2 separate regions of the Gossypium hirsutum genome follow, and region 2 is linked to region 1. A link is a contact called in public Hi-C data. All regions are on one chromosome and are shown on one strand. The core of a region is the stretch at or near the end of the contact, and the rest is flanking DNA. Distances in the headings are between cores, read along the strand shown. Region 1 holds the start of LOC107891926. Region 2 has its middle 15 kb from the start of LOC107891928.

Region 1 (5,145 bases), core at 1,777-4,276:
TTGAAAGGTCAAGAGTTATGTTGTTTTTTTAATGGGTTTAAATTAGTAGTTTTTTGTTTAGGAAAATGAAAGGTCAAGATTCATTGGTTTATGGTTATTATTAGATTTTAATATTTTCAGTTTTTTGTTGTTTTAAAGGGTAGACTATAGACTATAAATAGTTTGTAAGCTTTTGATTTTATAAGAGAGAACAATTTTAATATTGAGAACATTTTCTTCAATAACTTCTCAAATGTCTGTCCAAGATGCAAGAACAAAGAGGAGACGTTAATCCATGGTATGAAAGACTACCCCATGACGCGTGAGATTCTTACCCTCGGTGGCTTAAATAACAGGTTGCTTGATGGGAGCTACAAGCGTTGCATCGACTGGTTGGAAGATGTCCTCCGTAAGCTGGACGATAAGGCTGCTGCTGATTTTTTTACCCTCCTATAGAACTGTTGGAATAACAAAAATAAGATGGTGTTCCATGGTAAGGAAGATGCTGCTTTGGTGGTGTGGCAGAGGGTGAAAACCTTTAGCAATGATTTCAGAATTTTCAACCTGGTTGATCCCCATGCTATTCCTCCAATACAGGTAAGTAAAAGTTGGATGAAACCTCCTAAAGGCTATGTAAAAATAAACTTTGACACAGCGGTTTCGAACAGTAGTGTGGGGTATGAAGCCATTGCTAGAGATTCGGATGGTTTCATTCTCGGGTGCTGTTATAGATTTGTCGATAAGCTTTTGGATGCGAACTGGGCTGAAATGGAAGCTTTGGTTGAAAGTCTGAAGTTGGTGTCTACTTTAAAAGTGTCAAAAATTATCTTTGAGTTTGACAGCACAAATTTAGTCAACAGAGCCAACAAGAGAGACCAGGATATGACTCTATTGGGCTGTTGCGTGAAGAAGGCGTGCATGGCTTTTAATAATTTTGACTTGGTCCAAATTAAATGGATCAACCGTAGTAGCAACAATACGACATATTTATTATGTAATTTCGCTATTAAAAAAAGATGTAATTTGTCTTTTAAAATGGATTATCCTTTGGAAATCTATAATATTGTAATTCAGGATGCAACATTTTATCAAAAAAAAATAAAGCTTAAGAGGAAAAAAAGTTGTTTGTTCAAAGATAGATATTAAAAATAAAGAACAAGTGAACTAACATGCCAAGTAAACATTAATGTGCAGTCACATAGAATTTGCATTAGTGATGTTCTCTTTGAAGCAATGCTCCTTTTCCTACAAACATAGAATTAAATTTTTGTTTTTGGTGCCTAATTTTTTTTGGGTTCATAAGCATCAGTTTCCAAGATTCTAGTCCCTTTAAGTATCCATTTAGAAAGGATACCATTATCTTTAGTAGTTATGAGTCTTTTAGGGACCCATATATTTTAAACAATTTTCTTTTGTAAAAACTTGGAGGACTTCTATGTTTATAGAAATTAAATCTAGTTTTAACAAAGTTTTATTTTGAATTTTTTCCTTTTTCAAAAACTTTATTAGAGTGAGTTTTTTCACTCTTAAACAACTAAAGTTGATTTTGATGATCATCATGAACTTTAGAAAGTAAATTATGTAAGTCACAAATTTTTTTCTCAAAATCATTTATAATAGCTTGCATATAATTTACTTTACTTTCAAGTTCATGATTGACTTTGGACTGTGAACTATTTTCATCTTTTAGTTTTGAAATAGTTTTCCTTTATTTGGAAATCATTAATTCAAATTCCAAGCCTAATTCATCACAGGCATATTGAAAGAATAAGAATTTGAAGTAGATGAGTTAGAAGTTACCTTAGAATCATTGATAGCCATAAGGCATTGGTTGGCTACTTCTTGATCTTCATCATCGGAGGAATTCTCATCACTCAAAATAGCCACATTAGCTTTAAGCTTTTGTTTTCTTGATCCCTTCTTCTTCCATTGAGGACAATCAAACTTGATGTGTCCCAGTTTCTTGCACTCATAACAAATAATGGGATCTTTCTCCTTGCTAGATTCAAACTTCAATTCCTCAATCTTTTGTAATCTTCTTCCTTTATTGGACTTCATGAACCTCTTGAATCTCTTAGTAAAAATCTCCATCTATTTGCCTTCATTCACCTCTTCACTTGATTCACTATATTCATTTGTGGTGAATTTTAGAGCAATACCAACATTCTTCGTCATGTCTTTTTATTCTTCAGACCCTTCGTTGAACCTCATCTCATGTGTAAGGAAAGAACCGATGAGCTTATCCAAAGTCAATATTTCTTAATTCTTTGCTTCTTCAATTGTAGTCGCATTGGCTTCCCACGATTTAGGTACGCTTCGAAGCATCTTCCTTAGCACCTCTTCATTTGGATAAATCTTTCTATGAGACATCAATCCATTTATGATGATTGTAAACCGATCGGACATCTACTTTATATCCTCTTAGGGCTTCATCTTCAAAGTTTCGTAGTTGAGTGTAAGGATTCCAACTTTAGACTTCTTGGCCTTTGACCTTGTTGTTAGGCCTGGAGATAGTGTAATCCTATCACATCCATGGGTTTGAAATTAGGTTTTGAATCATTAAATTTGATTTATATTTTATATAATTTTTGGTGATACAAGTACAATTCCAGGTACAATCACAAGTTTAAGTACAAATCACAAATAGTATGTCTCATCAATTTGAACTAGAATCAACTCAATACAAAGCACAATAAACTAAAAATCAAAATATCTTCAGACCTAAACTAAAATAAATTTGAAATTACCCATGATAGGATTTAAACTCCAAATAATTAGGACAAAATGATCACGTAACATTTGTGTATAATGGAACTTAATCTAAACATTAATCCAACCCGATGAACCATTGACCCAACCAAAAAAAATACAATCTATAAATTTTAAAACAAAATGGACAAAACTCTAAAATAGTAAGGAACTAGGGCTAGGGATTTGTGTGGTGACATCCCTAACCTGCAACTTTACCCTTTAACTTCAACCCATTTCTCAGTTTCATGAACCACAATTTGAACTCATATTAAAATCATTTTATTCGTTTTATTCTTTTCTTTTATTGAACACTAAATCTTATGGTTTCTTTTCTAACATTTCATTGGTCGAATTGAGAACTATGATCGGATTAGTTTTGTCGCCTGGCCTATTCGTACAAAATTGATTATTATTATAATTACTGTCGGTCGGAACTTACTCGAGCTATTAGATGAACAAGCTTTTATTAGACTCGAAGTTGAAGCTGACATTATGATGTACAAAGGACGAAACAGGAATAAAAGCTAGTTTTAACATAAAGCTACCTAAACAGAAAGTTACTACCATTTCTCATAACCAAACAGTTCTTTTTCTTCTTTTCATTTCCCACTCTACAAGTACTTTCATATGGAGACTGATCCATATGCTATGCATTTGCAGCTCCTATAATTCCATGGATCCATAGATTTAGAAGGAGAAAGCAAAGGACTACTCTGTGGCAGCAACAACAGCTGGCCCTTCCACCTGAAACCCCAAACCAAACATAAGCAATGATTGATTAAGGATATTATTTACAGCTGGTTAAAATGAACATAATCATTTTTTACCTTGAATTTAGCACCCCATATCTCCTCTTCTTCAGCAGGCACTGCAGTGATCTTGTTCTTAGGATTCTCATAGCTTCTTAATCCTCCTACTGCTGTGGAGTAGAAACAGCCTGCATAATTGAAATATGAAGCTCCTCAATTCAAGTTCACGATTCCACTTTAAAAAAACACATCAGTAAAACTGTATAAGGGGAATCCACCTTGAGGGAAAGAAGCAAGAGATTTGCCACAGGCACCTTTCAGCAATTCAGCATTATCAGCAAAGGCCACATATCCGTCGGCGGTGATTCCCCAATAGAGAGGAACCTTACCAAATTGATCCTGTCAATATCATACCACCTCACTTGTTGTTAAACACCAACCAAGCAAGCACTTAAAGTCAATAATACCATTTTTAAAAAAAGTAGGTGAGACCTATTTGAATACTTACAGAAGCCACAAACAAAGTGGAGGTGGATTTATCAAAGACAATGAAAGCAAAGCTCCCAATTAGATGGCCAACCACATGGTTTGGAGGATAAGGTGCTCGGTCACGAAGGGCCTTGTAAGCTTCAATGACCAATATCACTTCATTTGCTGACTTTGCCAGACCATATTGCTGCTTTAAACTCCCCAAGTTATCAAGGGCTCCCTCAAACAAGCAGAAGATTTCGTCTTTCACAGCAAATGATCTGCCATTTACCAATGCCCAATAATTTATATCCGTGTGATATGGCATGTTTAATTAACTGTTTTTTTTAGTGTGTCTAGTTATTCATCCAAATCCAAATATAATCGGAACGATTTATATATAAAAAAAATCAAAATATTCAAATTCATATTTTCAAACATAGCAAAAATAGATTATTCGAATCCATTTTTACAATTGAAACAAGGACTCCAAGAGGGTTTCTTTTTGAACCTTTGATGTTGGGATTCATGTTTTGGGTAGAGTTATGAGAATTATCTACTTACAGTGTTCTCTGTGTTGAACAGAACTGTTTTCTTTTTCTTTTTCAAAAATATTTTTGAACTAAATTTTTTTTATAAAAATTGAATATACTAAATTCCAAAATATATGTAAGTTTAAAGAAAAAAACCCGATTTTTGGTTAATGGAAAAACCGTTCAATCTCATCGGCCAAATCTATACGGTCTCTAAGTTGGCTTGAAAATGATTACATGTCAGAATAGGAAAAAGATAAAGTATATTAAAATAATTATGAAAAATAAAAACAAAGAAAAATATGAAGTGTCGACTTGAGAGGATTGTGGGTCCTAAAATTCAAATTAGGCAATCCTAATTCACATAAATGTACTGCCCTTACTTGGAAATCCTAACTAATGCACCTTGTAATAATTGAGCCTTTTTACTTTATGAAAAGTTCCTGGATGTTAGACACGTGTACCGTTAAATCAAGCATAGCCGCTTGATTGATTGAATTTCCATCTCTATGACAGATCTGGTCGGAATCTTTTTTATTGGATTCAAACATCAACGTGATTGTGAAATCACGGCCTCTCCATCTCTCCCATTTCCGCAGAAAAAGAAATTAAGAAAACATTTTAAACTTTATTCACACATTAAATACTTCCATCTCACGTCAGAT
Region 2 (5,145 bases), core at 894-3,393, 110 kb after region 1:
AAAAGGGGAAAGAAAACTAAGCAAAAGAGTCTGTGGAAGAACCAAAAGGGGAAAGAAAGGAACGTGAAAAGCAAAAGGAAGTGGACGGTTAAGTGCTGAGAAAAAGTAGGGATTTCGGAAAAAATTAAAATAAAATAACTAAGGATTTAACCACCAGATTTTATAGAGTTTAAATTGAACTCTACTTCCCAACAAAAGCTGGAGTAGAAATATTCAAAATTTGCACAACACAAGATTCAAACACAAGACTTAAAGGTAAGTTGATATCTTACTACTAAACCAACAAACTCATTCTGTCATAACTTGTACAAAAAAAAATTAAGTCAAATGATCTGAAATAGGGATAGAACCAAAAATTAACAAAATTTCAAAAGAAAGACTCGAACTCAAAACCTCACACACTCAATCACAACACTCAACCATTGAACCAAATTAAATTATTTTACAAAATTTTCCACAATCTTAACTCAAAAGCCGAACATAACCACTATTGGTTTCACTAACCCGATTTCTTCTAACCTAATTTTTGGGATGTGACAATTGTCAAATCTTTTAAAATAGTTATATAAGGGCCTCGATTTTACAAATGTGCTCAAATGAAGGCCAAACATTTAAAAATGATCAAATAAGGGCCAAACCTTTTTGAAAGTTCTCAAATAAGGCCTTCTCAAATGCCATATATCATGTTTCAAATTATGTTTTATTATTTTTTTTCAAGTAATATTTGATTAAGCTATAATGTATTTTATTCTAAACATGTTAGCATTTACCTGATTTTTACTATAAACTTAGCTGACGTGCTTGGAAAACCCTTATTTGAGCTTTTTTCTAAAGATTAGCACATTATATGAATATTTTGAAAGGTTTGACCCTTATGTGAGCAACTTGTAAAAGATTGGGCCCTAATTTGAGCATTTAGCTTTTCTATTTTAATTAGTTTTTCAATAAAAATTTTAAATTACTTAATTTGATCAATTATCTATTTTTTATATTTTTTTTAATTTTAATTTTTAATTTAAAGACTTCTAAATTTTTTTATAAATTTTTTTATTGATTTAATAGATATATTTATATTATTTAATAATTAGTTTTTGTATTTTTTTAAAAATATTTAATTAATTAAAATATTCAAATAAATATGTAAAACAATATTTTTAATTAAATATAAATGTTAAATGTTACTAAAAAGTTTATAAATAATATATCGACACTTTTTAAATTAATGTTTTTAATACTTGTTTTTATTTTTACCTCGCATCACCACTATTTTCTTATCTTTCCATGTTCACCATTAATATTAGAAATTTTAGGATGATTGTTTGATTCAATAATTTTTTTTTAATTTTATAAGTGAAGTTAAAAGTTATTATGTATATGATTTTTGAAATTAGATTTATGGTTGAATTGGTTAGTTCATTAGTTTTTAATCTAATCGATTTAACCGTTGACCATGTTTCAATTAAATAAATTATTTAACATCATAAAATTAAAAAAAAAGTTATTGAAAATTTTAAAGACGAGATTAGTCAGTTCAGCGGTCAATTCAACCAATTTTTTTTATCTCAGTTCAATTAGTTTAGAGCGATCTATATTTCAACAAGTTCAATCCCTTTGTTTGAACTAATATACTAATTGATTCCTAATTCAACAAATTAGATTCCAACAACTACAATCTTGTACCATTAATTGATGTTTAAAATAAATAAATGAGACATATTTTACTTTTTCAACCTTAGTATTCCATATAATAATCCTTAGTTTTAATTGTACAATTAAAGCTATTATTTTTCATTAAATTTTAATCCTACCAACCAACCATCCTACCCAAGAGACGAAACAAGGAGAATGGTTATGAATTGGTGGAGAACCCTAAGAAAATCTTTGGCTGATGTTTGCAAATATACTGCAGGAATCCAAACAAACGGAAAGGGGATTCTAATTAGGAAAATAAAATCAATCCTACCCAAGAAAAAAGGGTTAAAGCACAACCACTAGTACCAACGATTAAGACTTCTTTTCTTATTAAATATCAGAATTCAAAAGTATTTTGGGTTTGAAGGGAAATTGACAGATTCACACACATATATTCTTTTCTTGTTTGACGTATTTGTGTACCTAACTTGAAAACAACTGTAAGAGATGGTGCATTATGGAATTATCCATTTCAATTCCCAATTGGCCTGCTATTTGTTGTTCTACAAAAGACCCCACATGACCTCTCATTTCTATGGAATAAGAATAATTGTTTTATCATTAATGTCTAATTTCATAAAATTATCTACATTTTTCAATGTTAGGAATCACGAAAGAATCCTATGTCAAAAAAGAGGACCAACAAATAATTGCATATAGATAGGAATCTCAAGCTAATTCCTTAATGATCTTTACCCTCACTGCATATAGAATTTGACTTTGGCTATTAAAATTATCCTTTAACAAACCAAACAAAAAACAGAGCAAAAAGGAAAAAAAGTCTGCTCTTTTCCACGTCTCTAAAATAGAGTTTTATTTTTTTGCTTTTGGGTTTTTAAATTACGTTGACAGATCTAGGGGTTTATTTGTTTCTTTTCGAGGCTGTTCGTCTTGTTTTGTCTTTGCGGATGGAAACGGAGCTAGACAGGCTGCGTATTTCGGATGGGATGGATGAGGAAGTATTACAATTTCGGGGAATTTTTGAAGGAAAAAAATAGGTAGTATGATCTATGTTTAGTGGGACGTTTTCTCATTGCAAGCGTGGTTCAATTTTAGGCTATGCGAAAGACTCTGGCAAATCTCTGGCACCCTTTAGGAGGAATTGAGATCTCAAATCTAGGGGGAAAGAGATTTTTTATTTTGTTTTTTTCATAAGGTAGATCTTGAACGGGTAATAAGAGGAGCACCTTAAACTTCCAATAATCATTTGCTGATTTTTCATAGGTTGAAGGAGATGGAGGACCCGATGTTGGTTCCTCTGTTTTTCACTCATTTCTGGGTACAAGTCCATGATTTGCCCCCTAGGTTTTATTCGGAGACAGTTGCAAAATAGTTGGAAAACTTTATTGGGGTCTTTGAGGAATATGATTGACAACAACTAAGTCGAGGCAATCAGCTTTTTATGCATATTAGGGAGCTACTTGGTGTCAGATCTCCCTTACGGAGGAGGAAAAAAATCCAAGTGTCTCCCAATTTTTTTTCCTACGCTCGTTTTAGATATGAAAAGCTTATTATGTTATGTTTCTTGTATGGGTGTTTGGGTCATAATGACAGTTCTTGCCCGATTCAGCTACGAGTGGATGAGAATTTGTTAGAGTTGGGATGGGACATGTCTTACGAGCTCCTCTAGCACGACGTGCAGCGGTAACTAAAAATGTCTGGTTAAGGAATAGTTGTATAGAGACTGAGGGTTCTAATGCACTCAATAGTATAAATCGTGTTTTGGGGGTTAAACTTGATGAAAAATTGATGGTTGGTTTTGGATAGGAAGAGAGTACTCCTTCGAGATTGGTTTCAGATCCGATGTTACATGACTTGGAGAATGATCCGATTGGAGAGATGGATGGAAAAACAATGACAAAGAATGAATGTTTTTTTCTGATAGATTTTTTGAGATCTTAGATTCTGAAGAGAAAAGGGGTGAGCGTCTACAGGCTTACCAAGCAATTTTATTGGTGACCACCAAGGGACAGGTTGACCGGAAGCAATGAAGCTCTTGTGTTGGAATGTTTGTGGATTGGGGATTCCACGAGCAACAAGGAGACTGCAACAAATATTGAAGCTTCATAAACCCCAAGTTGCCTTCTTCATGGAGACAAAGTTTGATTTGGGAAAAATGGAAATTGTGTATCGAAGAAGGGGGTTTTGTGTATGGTATTGACGTTCTTGTGGAGGGTACGAGTGGAGGACTTTGTTTGGGTTAGAAAGCTGAGGTGGAAGTACACTTACGGAGTTTCTCAAAAATCATGTTGATGTGCCTATATGGGGGGCGAATGATGATAATAAGTGGAAGATGACAGGATTTTATGGATCTCCTGAGTCGAGGAATCGAAATGAATCTTGGCGCCTTCTTCAGGATTTAGATAAGGATCAAAGCTTGTCGTGGTTAGTATGTGGGGATTTCAATGAGATCATTTATTCTTATGAAAAGAAAGTGGGAGCATTACGTAATGAAAAAAGAATGGAGGAGTTTCAGCGAATGTTGTCAGATTGTCAATTGGAGGATTTAGGTTTTGAAGGACCTTGGTTTACATGGGAGCAAGGAATTTTATCACATAACAACATTAGGGAAAAACTAGATAGGGGTGTGGCGAAATCAGCATGGTGGATAAATTTTCCTAATGTTGTTGTTCGTCATTTACCTCATTTTTTCTCTAATATTGTCCTCTTTTGTTGTGTACGGATAAAGGAGAGAGGCGTCCTAGGAATTCTGGGTTCCGGTTTGAATCAGCTTGGACATTAGAGGATTCGTGCAAGGCTGAAATCCATCGACTTTAGGATCATAGTAGGGGGATGTTCCTCAAAGGCTTGAATTTTTTAGGATGGGCCTACAAACATGGGTGAACAGAATTAAATGGGATAAGGGGAGAAGGGTGAGGCACCTTTTTGAAAGGATTGAGGAGCTGAATTTGGGAAAAAGGGACGAGGATAACATTTTAAACTTTTTAGATAGTAAGGCGGACTTAAATTTTAAATTAGAAAAGAAAGAGATGTACTAGAAGCAAATGGCATGTGTGAATTGGTTTAAGTAGGAGATAAAAATACGAGCTTTTTTTATCGTGTGGCATCCCAAAAGAAGAGGAGAAATAGATTAAAAGCTTTGGATCGGGGAGATGGTTAAATACACAGCGACGAAGGTGAGATAAGTAAGATTGTTATGGAGTATTTTATGGAATTGTTTACCTCGTAGGGTTCGAGAAACTCTAATCATATTTTGAATGAGGTGAAGGGGTGTATCTCAGGAAATGAATAAGGGTTTGTTAGCCCAATATGAAAAAGAAGAGATTTTTGTAGCTTTGAAAGAGATGGCACCTACAAAGGTGTCAGGCCCTAATGGCTTTCCTATAATTTTTTCAGTCATATTGGCATATCGTTGGCCAGGATGTTGGTTTTTACTGTCTTGAGGTGTTACACAAAGGTAAGTCATTAGAAGACATTAATCATACTCACATT

The links. Hi-C and Micro-C count contacts between places; a contact is called where the count stands out from the background.
Region 2: a contact with region 1 is called in a Hi-C map of leaf, with 2.5 times the contacts expected there. The contact joins the enhancer-like site here to the promoter of LOC107891926 in region 1. A contact is called at or near these places in 19 of 34 Hi-C or Micro-C datasets (anther, callus, hypocotyl and 3 more).

The regions. Positions count from the first base shown.
Region 1 is chrD09:28,757,407-28,762,551 of Gossypium_hirsutum_v2.1, forward strand. It overlaps LOC107891926, which reads right to left and starts at 3,027. Exons shown (of 2, transcript XM_041101831.1): 1 at 1,780-3,027. The coding sequence starts at 2,070. LOC107891925 (stem-specific protein TSJT1-like) reads right to left here. Exons shown (of 5, transcript NM_001326792.2): 2 at 3,988-4,228; 3 at 3,758-3,878; 4 at 3,558-3,667; 5 at 3,178-3,474. The coding sequence ends at 3,439.
Region 2 is chrD09:28,872,633-28,877,777 of Gossypium_hirsutum_v2.1, forward strand. No RefSeq gene overlaps it. Among protein-coding and RNA genes, the nearest start is that of LOC107891928, 15 kb to the right of the region's middle. Within about 2 kb of position 2,144, at least 8 of the 9 cell types and tissues checked have an H3K27ac peak or open chromatin away from gene starts, as enhancers often do. A contact at or near this core is called in leaf, where this site is marked.